Regions from separate parts of the Macaca mulatta genome. Here region 2 is linked to region 1. Evidence: chromatin contacts called from public Hi-C data. All regions are on one chromosome and are shown on one strand. The core of a region is the stretch at or near the end of the contact, and the rest is flanking DNA. Distances in the headings are between cores, read along the strand shown. Region 1 holds the start of AMN1 (antagonist of mitotic exit network 1 homolog). Region 2 holds the start of LOC144332817.

What was found. Hi-C and Micro-C count contacts between places; a contact is called where the count stands out from the background.
Region 2: a contact with region 1 is called in a Hi-C map of liver, with 2.7 times the contacts expected there. The contact joins the promoter of LOC144332817 here to the promoter of AMN1 in region 1. A contact is called at or near these places in 5 of 14 Hi-C or Micro-C datasets (CD4 T cells, blood, fetal cortex germinal zone and 2 more).

The regions. Positions count from the first base shown.
Region 1 is chr11:33,902,418-33,909,305 of T2T-MMU8v2.0, forward strand. AMN1 (antagonist of mitotic exit network 1 homolog) reads right to left here and starts at 1,774. Exons shown (of 10, transcript XR_013400950.1): 1 at 1,724-1,774. It also overlaps a transcript of ETFBKMT not described here.
Region 2 is chr11:34,168,898-34,176,233 of T2T-MMU8v2.0, forward strand. It overlaps LOC144332817, which reads right to left and starts at 3,155. Exons shown (of 2, transcript XM_077953836.1): 1 at 2,465-3,155. The coding sequence starts at 3,155. The coding sequence ends at 2,790. RESF1 (retroelement silencing factor 1) reads left to right here and starts at 2,752. Exons shown (of 6, transcript XR_013400957.1): 1 at 2,752-2,827; 2 at 4,109-4,203.

The DNA.
Region 1 (6,888 bases), core at 524-3,023:
CCATGCCACCAGAAACAATTCTGCAAAGAACATCTTCACGTCTCCTGGTTTGGGCTCTCCACTTCTTAAGATTTTGTAAGTCTCCTAAGTGTCTCCCTGTTTCCAACTTCTGCCTAATTCAAATCTCTGCTCACAGCACAGTTCTAAAACCTTTGATAGCTCCCCATGACTAAAACAGGAAATGCTTTTATTTCATCCTGGTCCCTAAGATTCTATTCCCAATGACTTGGCTTTATGTCTCACTGCTATGCTATTCATATTGTATCTTCCATTAACATTGGAGCGCTACTTTCTGGTCTTCTCTCATATTTCTTCCTTTCCTGCCTGTCAAACCTTTACTCTTTATTTCACTCTCTTGGATGCACTTCCTCCTATTTGTTTTGCAACTGTCAGATCTTCAAAATAATAACCCCCTTTACAAAGCTTTCTTCTATTCTTTTCCTTATTAGAAATATCAAGTTTGTTACTCTCCCGCTTGTGATATTATTCTACATATATGATAGTTACTTATTTTATTTTTTTGAGACAGTCTTGCTCTGTCGCCCAGGCTGGAGTGCAATGGCGCGATCTCAGCTCACTGCAACCTCTGCCTCCCGGGTTCAGGCAATTCTCCTGCCTCAGCCTCCGGAATAGCTGGGACTACCGGCGCCACCACTACTCCTGGCTAATTTTTGTATTTTTAGTAGACGCCGCGGTTTTGCCATGTTGGCTAGGCTGGTCTCCAACTCTCCTGATTTCAAGTGCCTCGGCCTCCCAAAGTGCTGGGATTACAGTCGTGAACCACCGTGCCCAGATAGGTTTTTTTATCTTCAGTAGAGGCGGGGTTTTGCCACATTGCCCAAGCTGGTCTCGAACTCCTGAGCTCGAGCAATTATCCTACCTCGGCCTCCTGAGTTTAATGTAAAATCTCAGATGCCATTGTTTTAGAAAGCCTTCAGTAGATTAAGGAGCTTGTTTTCCTTATCCTTAAGATGTCTATTTTTTACATGGCAATATTAACAGGACTGAAAGCTCCTGGAGAGACGCAATTGCCCTTGTAATTTCTGTACAATTTCTGGCAGGAAATAATAATAACATTTAATGGTGTTTATTATTTGCTGGGCATCCTTATAAGGGTTTTACATGTGTTAAATTTATCCCTCAGAACAACTCCGTGAGAAGGGTGCTATTATCACAAAAATTTTATAGATAAAGAACTTAGGCACAGGGAGAGGTTACGTTACCCGTCCATGGTCACGTGGCTGGTGAATGGCAGAGCCGGGGGCTGAACCCAGCAATCTCAGCCAGGGATCTGTGCTCTTAATCACTGTGCTACGTTTATCCCAGGGTGTATCAATGTTTATTCCAGTTACAGGGGTGGAATTCTGCTAGAAGCTTTTGAGAACCTCATCTAGTGTTGTGTTTTTTTCTACCAAGGTTTTTAGCTGCTAAGAGAGAGGCCACTGCCAGGAAGAGCCGGGACGCCGAGCTGTCAAGGCTGACTGAGGAATGGACACTGAACGCGCAGCGGAGTCTCGGAGGGGCAAACCCGCCAAGAGACCCACTTTGCACAACTGTCCTCAGCCAGGAAACGATAGATCAGGAACCCAGGGACAGAAACACACGCGGGGCCTCTTCAGAGGTCGGGGGGGTGGGAAAGGGGCGGGGAGGATCAGCGCAGGGCCTGGCCGTTTGGAGGAGGTGCTGGGGCGGCGCGAAGGGAGCCGGAACAGGGTAGACTCACAGATCCAGGAGCTGACTGACCCGCCGTGGGCGAGGCATCGCTGCAGCGTCTGAACCCTCTTCCGCGGTCCCAGGGCCTCCAGAACGCAGCCAGGGACCGTCCGCCAACTCCCGCCCACCGCGCGACGCGTAGGTTTTTGTGACGTCACACGGATTTTTCCGGTGACCGGGGCGTGGCCACGCTTCGGACTCCACAAGGAAAGAAGAGATCTCCCCTTGGGGCGGAGCCACTGAGGGCTGCGCGGAGGAGGCTGGGTGTGACAAAATATAAAGAGGCCCTAAGTTCAGGTGCAATCTGACGGGAGTTGTAGTTCTTTCACCTGTCCGGCGTCTGCTCCAGTGCAGCTGCAGGAGGTTTCTCGGGAGTTCAGCCCAGCGCTCAGCCCCGCTGCGACGCCGCGAGCCGAGAACTCTCCTGTGGCGAAGGGAGAGCTGAGAAGTCGCTGCTCTTACTAAAAGGATACGTTGCATGCTGGGCCATAGCCTTGGCGATGCACACTGGAGACCCGCTCGGATACGGACTCCATTAACATCAAACGGAGCGTTTTAGAGGATCGGAGTTTACTGAGCACTTTCTAGGAAGCGTGCACTGAGCTACGTGCTTTCTATGCCTTAGTTCAATACTTAACTGTATTCATTATAATCCTGTGAAATCGTCATTAGTCTTATTTTACAGATGAGGACACTGCGTACCAACAAGTAACCGCACTAAGAATTTCGTCATGGAGGAGAAGGGAACCTGTATTCACATTAGGAAGGTTCCTGAAGAAAGGGCACCTGTAGGTGGAATTTTCTCTTTGGTTCTGCTGCAGAGTATTTGCTGCTTTTTAGTGCTTCCCGCACCCGCCCCGCCATTCTTCCTTGTAGATTAATCTGTTGTTTATATGCCGGGTTCCTTTTTTAAGCTCCTTGAAAGTTGGAACCCACTGCTGTTCGCCTGTTCAGGATGCTGCACATTCTATCAACATGCATTTATTAAGCGCTGAACGAGGGCCAAGGATCGTGCTGGGTGCTAAGGATTGAGTGGTGAACACTTGGGTCAGACAAGTAAAAGGGTAATTAGAATAACTGTTAAATGCTTAGATGGGGTTAGTTCTATGGAAGCACCCATGGTTGGGGGGGTGGGATACAGATCAGAGAGAAAAGGGTGGTCTGCAAATAGTTTGGGATGGCAACACTGGAGAGTGATCAAGAGTGAGTGTAGGGCAGGGGTTGGGCGACTTTTTCCATAAAGTGCTCTGAAAGTTGCAGATTCCAGGAGAAGTAACTACTGTCAGACCCAGACAAATTGGAGTCCAGAGACCATAAAGGAAGGGAACTCATGCTCGTATGTCTCAGATAAGAACTGTCTCAAGGCCGGACGCGGTGGCTCACACCTGTAATCTCAGTACTTTCGGAGGCCGAGGTGAGCAGATCACGAGGTCGGGAGTTTTGAGACCAGCCTGGCCAATGTGGTGAAACCCCCGCCTCTACTAAAAATACAGAAAAACAAAAAAGCCGGATGTGGTGGCAGGCGCCTGTAATCCCAGCTACTGAGGAGGCTGAGGCAGGAGAATCGCTTGAACCCGGGGGGCGGAGGTTGTAGTGAACCGAGATTGCGCCACTGCACTCCAGCCTGGGCGACAGCAAGACTCCGTCTCAAAAAAAAAAAAAAAAAAAAAAAAAAAAAAAAAAAGAGGAAGAACTGCAAGGACTTTAAAAAATAAACGAAAAAACCCACAATTTCTTCACATCTTTCATGCATTTAATGTTTTGCACAACTTGCTCGTTTTGCAAATATGCACACATTTCTATGACAAGATTTATTGCTAAACATTTTTTAAAACTGCAGCAGTTCAGGTAAGATACTGTCGAAAGGATGTTTGGCCCAGCAGCAGCACCTCCAATAATGAACGAACTACACTTCTTGATTTGAGTCTCAGGAACCAATCAACTTTGTTTCCAAGACGTTTATGTGAACTTCTCTACTTTACCAGTAAAATCTTCCCCCTGCTCTTCCCTTCTCCAGACCTGTGGCTTGCCATAGCTGTACATCTTGGATTATAATTGTTTTTGCTCATTCCCAGAGAAACTCAGTATCTTTGGAGAAATCTTTCTCTGTTGTCTTTTAGCTTCCCAGAGCCAAACAAGAACTATTTAGGTTTTGTGGGCCATGCTGGCTTGGTCACAGCTATTCAACTTGTAGCTTAAAATTAGCTATAGACAGTATGAATGGGTGGGGCTGTGTTCCAATAAAACCTTATCCTAAACACTGAAGTTTGAATTTTATGTAATTTTCAACTGTCATGAAATACTCATCTTTTGATCTTTTTCAGCCATTAAAAAATGTAAAAGCCATCCTTAAGTTGCAAGCTGTTCAGAAACAGGCATTGGACTGGATTTGACCCTTGAGCCATTTGCCCCTGTGTCCTCACCTGATCTAGAAAGCTAAAATGCACATGTCTCACGTCTGTAATCCCAGCACTCTGGGAGGCCGAGGTGGGCGGATTACCTGAGGTTAGGAGTTCGAGACCAGCCTGGGCAACATGGCGGAACTCCGTCTCTACTAAAAGTACAAACAAATTAGCTGGGCGTGGTGGCAGGTGCCTGTAATCCCAGCTACTCAGGAGGCTGAGGCAGGAGAATTGCTTGAACCCAGGAGGCGGAGGTTGCAGTGAACCGAGATCGCACCACTGTACTCAAGCCTGGGCGACAAGAGTGAGACTCTGCCTCAAAAAAAAAAAAAAAAAAAAAAAAAAAATTACGAATTTTAAGATGGTGATAGCAGAGCACTAAACCCAGGGTGGGGCCCGTGTGACTGCACATTTTACCCACCCATGAAGCCAGCACTGGGTGCATCCAACTTCAGGACTCCCCGGCAAAAATCAGTTCAGGAACCCTTTGTCAAAATAAAATTCAAAGATAAATAGGAGCACAGAGAGACATTTTTACTTGCAGTTCAAGAAAATCAGACCTTTAGAGAGTGGCTCGCTAAATAGAATGAGAGGAATTTATAGCTCAGATGAAATTGCAGATATTTATAGCTCAGATATGGCAGTTCATTCCGATTGGATAAGAACAAGATGTTCCTGTTTTTTTGGTAAGGAAAACAGGATGTTCTTGTTTTTGTGGCTTATCTCTGGAGGCAGCTTTCAGGATTTCCCCTTAGTCAAGGCTTTTAGGAGGTTCCCGCTATTCATGGTTTATCTTTGAATGCAAGGTTATTGGGAATGAAAGTCTTTTTAAAGTGATTTGTAGGCAGGGCTAGGCTAAGGGCAAGGTATTTTTCCCTCTCTCCTCTCTGTTTGCTGTGCCCACTTTAATATAGTTTCCTCTAGCTCAGAATCTCCTCCACTTCCTACCATAGCTACCATACAAAGTAAAAGTTATCATAGATTGTTGCTCTGGGTTGGTTTTATAAAAATAATTAACAAAATTACTTTTCTTAAATCATGCTGTTAATTCATAATGTAACATATGAGCTGTATGTAGACCCATGTTTTAAAATATAATAAATATATATAAAACAAGTATATCTTATTTATATGAATGTGTGGCTTTCGCAGGAACAGAACGGAGCTAAGCCAGGTGAGCCCCTACTTTATTATCCTATCATGTGTAGGTTATTTTCAAATAGGATTGCTCTTAACTGTCAACGTGTTCTTTGAGAAAATAACACGTGCTCTTTTTATTTAGTTTCTTTTCATAGCTTGTTTTATAATATCACACTCCAAATTGGAAATAACAGTGCCCATACTCATGGATTGTTATACATTGTTAAAATTTCCCATTGGCTAGAAACACTTGCTTTAATTTGTTTCTAGGTTATAGACCTGTGACTTTCAAATTCTCAGGAGTCTGAGGCATACAATGCATGACTCATGATCTAAGCAGGTTAGTTGGGCAAGTTCAAACAGGAGAAGCAAGGAGAAGTTAATAAAGGAGCTGTTCCCAAAGATGTGGACAGAGTTAGGGCAGAGCAAGGGTAAGGGTAGTTCAACACTGTAGCGCTACAATAGCAGGAAGCCCTTACCTCTTCTAGTCCTGGAGGGCAAAACCAAAACCTTGTGAGAGTGACCAGAGGTGAAGCCACCTGAAAGGAACTGTGGCCTTTGAATTTGTAACCGCCCAAGGGGTTCACCTTGCCCCCTGCCTAGAAAGAACTGATTCATCAACACAGGGGAATTGCAATAGAGAAAGAGTAATTCACACAGGGCCAGCTGTGTGGGAGACAGTTTTATTATCACTCACACCAGTCTCCCCAACCATTTGGGGAGCAGAGATTTTTTTGTTTGTGTTTGTTTTCAGTCTTGCTCTGTCACCCAGGCTGGAGTGCAGTTATGCTATCTTGGCTCACTGCAACCTCTGCCCCCTGGGTTCAAGTGATTCTCCTGCCTCAGCCTCCCAAGTAGCTGAGATTACAGGCATGTGCCACCATGCCTGGCTAATTTTGTATTTTTAATAGAGACAGGGTTTCACTATGTTGGTCAGGCTGGTCTTAAACTCCTGACCTCGGGTGATCCACGTCAGCTTCCCAGAGTGCTGGGATTATAGGCGTGAGCCACTGCACCTGGCCAGGAGCAGAATTTTTAAGGACAAATTAGTGGGTTAGGGGAAGCCAGTGACCCGGGAGTGCTGACTGGTCAGGTCAGAAATGAAATCATAGGGAGTTGAAGCTGTATTCTTGTGCTGAGTCAGTTCTTGGGTGGAAGCCACAAGATCATATTAGCCAGTTAATCGATCTGAGTGCCAGCTGATCCGGCAAGTGCAGGGTCTGCAAAATATCTCGAGCACTGAGATATCTGAAGAAAATCTTGAAGCCTCCAGTTGCATGACTCTTAAACCATAATTTCTAATCTTCTAGCTAATGTTAGTCCTACAAAGAGAATCTAGTTCCCAGGCAAGAAGGAGGTCTGCTTTGGGAAAGGGCTGTTATCATCTTTGTTTTAAACTGTAAGTTTCTCCCAAAGTTAGTTCAGCCTGTGCCCAGGAATGAACAAGGAGGTTAGAAGCAAGATGGAGTCGGTTAAGTCAAATCTCTTTCACTGTCTCAGTGATAATTTTGCAAAGGCAGTTTCAGTTTGATAAGGCAACCTAGCCAGCCTGTTGTGATCCAGCCAGGGAGGGGCTACAGGAATACTCTTCAAGCTCCATTCTTCATCCCCTTTTTGATGTCTTGCTGTTGGC
Region 2 (7,336 bases), core at 1,905-4,404, 270 kb after region 1:
AACAACACCTGGGAAATCTCCGATAAGGACACAGCGGGAATCAATAAAAAATGCTAAATGTATAGTGTTAACCAATTATAGTGCTGTAACCAAAAGAATTCCCTTGTTCCTCTGTAACTTTACATATCCTGGTTACATCAGGCTATAAAAAGGCAAGCACTCGCATTGTTCGGGGCCCTCTTGTATGCTGTGGAATGGAGGGACCAAGTTCGAACTTGCAGTAAAAGATCCTTGCCGCTTGGCTTTGACTCTGGACTCTGGTGGTCTTCTTTGGGGAACAAACGGTCTGGGCATAACATCATGGCCACTGCAACCTCTGCTTCATAGGTTTAAGCAATTCTCCCGCCTCAGCCTCCGGAGTAGATGAGAATTACAGGCGCCCACCACTACATCTGGCTAATTTTTGTATTTTTAGTAGAGACAGGGTTTCACTATGTTGGCCAGGTTGGTCTCAAACTCCTGGTTTCAAGTGATTCACCCGCTTCAGCCTCCCAAATTGTCAGGCCTCTGAGACCTAGCTAAGCCATCATATCCCCTGTGACCTGCAGTATACATCCAGATGGCCTGAAGCAACTGAAGATCCACAAAAGAAGTGAAAATAGCCTTAACTGATGACATTCCACCATTGTGATTTGTTTCTGCCCCACCCTAACTGATCAAAGTACTTTGTAATCTTCCCCACCCTTAAGAAGGTTCTTTGTAATTCTCCCCATCCTTGAGAATGTACTTTGTGAGATCCACCCGCTGCCTGCAAAGCATTGCTCCCAACTTCACCGCCTATCTCAAAAGGTATAAGAACTAAAGATAATCCCACCACCCTTTGCTGACTGTTTTCTAACTCCGCCCACCTGCATCCAGGTGAAATAAACAGCTTTGTTGCTCACACAAAGCCTGTTTGGTGGTCTCTTCACACGGAGGCACGGGATACAAAGTGCTGGGATTACAGGCCTGAGCCACGGCGCCTGGCCACCCCCAATCTTTAAGAATATTCTGGGCCGGGCGCGGTGGCTCAAGCCTGTAATCCCAGCACTTTGGGAGGCCGAGACGGGCGGATCACGAGGTCAGGAGATCGAGACTATCCTGGCTAATACGGTGAAACCCCGTCTCTACTAAAAAAAATACCAAAAAACTAGCCGGGCGAGGTGGCGGGCACCTGTCCCAGCTACTGGGGAGGCTGAGGCAGGAGAATGGCATAAACCCGGGAGGCGGAGCTTGCAGTGAGCTGAGATCCGGCCACTGCACTCCAGCCTGGGTGACAGAGCGAAACTCCCTCTCAAAAAAAAAAAAAAGAATATTCTGGCCAGGCACGGTGGCTCACGCCTGTAATCCCAGCACTTTGGAAGGCTGAGGCGGGCTGATCACCAGGTCAGGGATGAGACCATCCTGGCTAACACGGTGAAACCCCGTCTCTACTAAAATACAAAAATTTAGCTGGCCGTGGTGGTGGGCTACTGTAGTCCCAGCTACTGGGGAGGCTGAGGCAGGAGAATGGCGTCAACCCGGGAGGCGGAGCTTGCAGTGAGCCGAGACTGTGCCACTGCACTCCAGCCTGAGCGACAGAGCGAGACTCTGTCACACACACACACACACACACAAAATATTCTGTATATAGTTTTTTTTGTTTTGTTTCTGACAGACGCAAATGCACCCTTCTACTAATGATTAAAGACTTCTTCGTTTAATCCACCAATGAAATAATCTGACAATTTATGTAACAAATAAATTCCTATAAACATAAGCTCCCTTGCTCCTCTCCAGTGGCACAATCTCTGATTTGCTATCCTGGTTGCAACCTTCATTACTAAGTAAACGCTTATGTAAACCTTAATAATGAGATTCGAGCAATATGATTAAATATTGGTTTGAGTGCAAATTTTGAGGATGGCGACCTGATAGGCCACAGACTCCAAAAGATGGGGGTCAGTGCTTCGAAAGCGAGAAGTCTGAGGGTCGTTTATACAGGCAGGGTCTGGGAAGCTTAACAGGATGTCAACATTTTCCATAGAAGGTTAACGTATAGCAATTTAATTGGTTCTAGGCAGTGTTTCTTTTTGGGAAGGGTCTATTTAACATTCCACATTAAGGATGTAATAGTCAAGGGGTCATTTATCTTATTCAAGGCGTATTTTATCTCAGATGCCATCTGGTCTGAGCTGGGAACAAGAAAATAAGGGAGTTAATCTATAACAAAAGGTTGGCAATTAAGAGGTCGTGCTTCATGATCTGGTCTCCAAAGTCAACTTTCCTCAGGGACTTTCAGAAGCCCCAAATAGATTATCCACTGTCTTTCACACTTATTTGCCTCTAAGCTGTTGATTTTCTTTTTTTTAAGGGTTAACAGTCTCTTGGGTGCACTCTGACTCCCATGCGCTTTATAGAAAAAATTGGTCCTGAGGCCAGCAACAACAGTGGGTCTCAGGAACTTGTTAGAAATGCACATTTTCAGCCCCCACCCCAAACCTACTGAATCAGTAGTTTTGCTGGCGGTTCTCAATCTCTCTTTAACATGCCCTCTGGGTGCTGCGGATGCTGGTTAAAGGTAGAAGATCGCTGCGGGAGATTTCCGCGTCGGGCAGATGAAAGCGCTCTGCAAGCCCTGGTGCGATCCGCTGGCCAGTTCCGCGGCTTCTCGGGTGGCACTAGGACCGCGGCGGCGCGGCCCTCGTAGACACCGCCTCGGGCGTGAGGCGGAGCCTAGCTGTTCCTGGATCCTGGGCCTGGCTCCTCGACCCGCCCCTGGAGGCGGACCCCACTTGACTTAAACTCTGGGGCCCGGGAGGCCGCCGGCTTTACCCCTGCTTGCTGGGGTGGTCCTTTTCCCTTGTCGGTAAGTGTGAGGCGAGCACCCCGAGGTCCCTCCTTCGCCTTCCGGGGTGCGGGCGGGGCGGGGGCCGGGAGCCAGAGGCGCTCACGGCCGGGGCCGGCGCGCGGCGCGCGGCGCGGAGCGCTTTTGTTCTGCGGCGAGAACGCAGTCGCGGGCGGCCCCGGAACCCGGGCCTCGGGCCCCGCCGGCTCGCGCGTCCCGCAGTCCGCCGCCCGAAGCTGGGCTCCGCCGCCGCGCTCTCTTCTGCCCGCCGTACTGGGGACGGCCCTGGGCCTCCGCGGACGCCGAGCCTTGCACCGGAGGGCGGGCCTCGCTGGCTGTTTTCCCTCATTGCCTGGCGCTGCGCGATAGAGGTCGCGAGTGGCGAGGGCGAGGACGCGTTTTGTTGAACTGCGAGGCGCGGCTGGTGAGGCGGGTGGGTATGAGAGCTGCTTATGTTTTTAAGGCTTTGCTGTCACTGGAGTGGAAAAAAAAAATCTTTGTTTTCCTATTTCCCGAGCGTTCTCCTCCTCCCCTGCCCTCTTAAGTCGAAGCCTCCTGGAACGGAATTGCTGTACTGGCATCTGTCTCCAAGTGGTCCGCGAACGCAAAGCGCCGGCGATGCTTTCTGTTCCTCGGCAATAGTTCCTTGAGGCATTTTTAAATGCACAAACGCATACCCATCTTAGGTGTTCTCGAGGGACACGGATTCCCTAAGCAAACGTCCTTAGGGTCCTGAGTTTAGCAGCAAACTTTCGGGGAATAATTTCCGTGGAAACAATTTGTAGTACATCGAGTGCATAACCGTCTTAAGACAAGGATGTGTATGAGCTTGAGGCGCGTTTTCGTTTTGTGGGGGGGCCGGTGCATCTCAGTAGGCGGGCCGCAGAGCTTGTTTGGAGATTGTATTTTTCTGCTTAATGTGTTAGCTTTAATCATGTTTCATTCATTGTTAATGTGCATGTATGTTAAGGTTTTAGGTTTTTTTCCCCTCTGCAGTCGGATTTTTTTCTATTTAACATTAATCCAGTAAAGACAAGTCCAGAGATAAAGTGTTACTGTTTTGCAATGATACTACAATAGCCGACCTAGAGGAGCGCACGTAGATTCTGACTTAAGTGAATGGTGTTTTCAGGCCAGACCTAGTTTCTATTTCTGTTAGTTAGGACACTTAATAAGAATTCAGTAAAGTTAGCATGTTTTCTGTGCAGCCTTAAAAGAAAACAGTTTTGCACAGCAGTGTCATATCTAGTAAACACATTAGCATGTCCTCTTTTATTATAAAACGTTTCTTGTTGTCCCTAGGACCAAAGAAGTAAATACTGTATGGAGGGGGACTGATGTGTTTGGAGTGAAATGGGAACATACACAATAATTAAAGACTAAAGTTGTGCTTAACGGTAAGTATTATCACCTCTAAGAAACCCACCCTGATTTAACCAGGCAGTTATTCACATGTAACTATGGAGTAATTTACCTGTTACCGAATTAAAATTACTAGCTCAGTGAATCAACATTGGTTAAAAATTAAACTGTGGGACTCAATGGATTTGACAACAAAGCTTGAGAAGAAGCAATGTTGTCGGCATAGTACTGAAAAATCAGTTGTTAATCTTAGCAAAATGAGAAAGAGGTCTGTGGTAAGGTAATTGTAGTGGAAGTTACCTGGGCAGAGGTCTGCTTCTGTCTGTGCTGTGTTTCTTATGTGATTGTTTTTATTATATTTTATTACTGTTGGTGGCACATAGGGGAATGTGGCACAGAGCACCACTCTGAAGGATGCATCCTGTACAGCCAAAGTGGGCATGTCCAGGGCTTTCATCTGTAACCACAAAATGTCTTAGGAAGTCTCACCTAATGATAAAGATCATGGTCCCTGTAACCACACTGCTTTGGTTTAAATCTTAGCTGTAGCACTCAGCAGTATCTGTACAACCCTGGAAAAATAAACCTCTGCCTGTTTTCTCATCTATAAAATGGGGAAAAGTACTAATGTCATAGGATTGTTATGGTAGAGTTACAGGAGTTTCATGCATATCACAGTTAAACAGCTCTTGAAACATGGTGAGTGCCCAATAAATGTTAGCTATTGTCATGTTAGAGGAAATAGATTTTGTGGCCTGGGACATGTAATGCTGTCTTAGCAGAAATTCAGCTGGTTCATTTAAGCTCTAACTTCATGAGCTTTTTGTTGATTAAACCCATCACTGTAGATCCTCTTAGATTCTCTTTTTTGTAGGTCCTGTTTTGTTAGAAAGTATCCGTCACTACTGGTCCACATCTGGATTTACCTGCAGTGTTGTTTGAAATAAAAAATGCCTCCACTGAATTCCTAGGCAGGACAAACTTGCCCCAAAGCTTTGTTCTTCTACATTATCTCTGTGATTGTACAGGAATCTCTCTTCCCTCCTAGATTATCAGTGTCTTGGAGATAGTTGGAGCTCAAATGCTTAGGGAATTGATTTAATGTTGCTTAAAACTTACTTGTAGGCCAGGTGTGGTGGCTCATGTCTACAATGCCAGCACTTTAAGAGGCTGGAGCGGACAGATCACTTGAGGCCAGGAGTTCGAGACCAGCCCTGGACTCAAGTTGGCCAACATGGCGAAACCCTGTCTCTACTAATAATACAAAAATGAGTCAGGCGTGGTGGCACATGCCTGTAATCCTAGCTACTCGAGTGGCTGAACCTGGGAGGCAGAGGTTGCAGTGACCTGAGGTCACCCCATTGCACTGTGGGCCTGGGCAACAGAGCAAGACTCTTGTCTTTAAAAAAAAAAAAAAAAAAAAAAAGGTATTTATGAAGGTGAATTTCAAGAATCTAATCAGGCCTCCCTCCCTTCCCCATTAGAGGCACACTCTATTATGTAAAACAGACAGGGAGTGTATTCATTTTGAGATAAGTCCAGGAGAATAGTCGACTAACCCTGGCTATAGATATGCAAGTTAACATTCACTTTGGAAGGAGGTTATGAAGAAAGAATCTTGGACCTTGAGGAATTCTAAATGCTTTGTTGGGTGGCAACTATGCAACACTTATACTATTCCTAATACCTTAAGTGTACTTGTACGTGAAGAGCAAAGTTGGAGGCTGTTGAGGTAAATATCTCAAGTGAGATTGGAACTATACATTTTATGCTCCTGGTTTTCATGATCGCAAAAATTTAATGACAGTAACTTAGATTCTTTTGATGTGTCAAATTACAAGGTTTCATTTGTAAATAAAGTCTTGTGATTAAAATGACAAAGTGTATTAAAAGAAGTTGTATCGTCCAGTTAAGTTTCAAGAAACAGAAACCATAAGGAGATTATTATTTTCCAAGCCCCAGAGGAGAATTCATTAGATGACATACTTTTAAAGTTCATGGAGCAGGGCCGGGCGTGGTGGCTCACACCCGTAATCCCAGCACTTTGGGAAGCCAAGGTGGGCAGATCACCTGAGGTCAGGAGTTGGAGACCAGCCTGGCCAACATGGTGAAACCCCGTCTCTACTAAAAGTACAAAAAATTAGCTTGGTGTGATGGCACATGCCTGTAATCCCAGCTACCCGGGAGGCAGAGGTTGCAGTAAGCCAAGATCGCACCACTATACCCTAGCTCGGGTGACAGAGTGAGACTCTGTCTCAGAAAATAAAGTTCATGGGCCAGTCGTAGTGGCTCATGCCTGTAATCCCAGCACTTTGGGAGGCCAAGGCAGGTGGATCATGACGTCAGGAAATTGAGACCACCCCTGGCTAACAAGGTGAAATCCCAAAATTAGCTGGGTATGGTGGCATGTGCCTGTAGTCCCAGCTACTCAGGAGGCTGAGACAGGAGAATCACTTGAACCCAGGAGGGAGAGGTTGCAGTGAGCTGAGATCACACCACTGCACTCCAGCCTGGGCGACAGAGCGAGACTGTGTCTCAAAAAAAAAAAAAAAAAAAAAAAAAAGTTCATGGATCAGAACCTTTGGGTTTTGATAGATCCAGGATCTAAATCTGAAGGAAAGTTTTAAAGATTTGGGACACTGTATCTTTGAGCTCTGCTGTCCTCTGCCTTGGTTCTCAGGCAGACCATTTCTCCACTGGGCAGCCCTGACATCTCCAGATACATATGCAAGCAGCTTCAAGTTGTTCAGAGCATACCTTTTGTAACTATAGTTAGAGATAAAATTTATAAGCCATTGATTCACCCATTTACACACAGTGTACAGTTTCAGTGGTTTTTAGTATATTCAGATTTGTGTACCCATCACCACTATCAATTTAAGAACATTTTATTGACCCCCAAAATACCTCCATATTCAATAGTGGTAACTCCCCATTTTCTCCAATGCACCTTTCCCCAGGTAACCATTAATCTATTTCTGTAAGTTTGCGTATTCTGAACATTTCACGTAACTAAAGTCATAATATGTAGTGTGATGTGGTTTCCCCCAGCATGTTTTCAAGGCTCATTTATGTTAACACATGTATGTTACTTCATTCGTTTTTATTGCCAAATATTCCATTGTATGGATATACCACTTTTGCTTATTCTTCGTCAGTTAACAGACC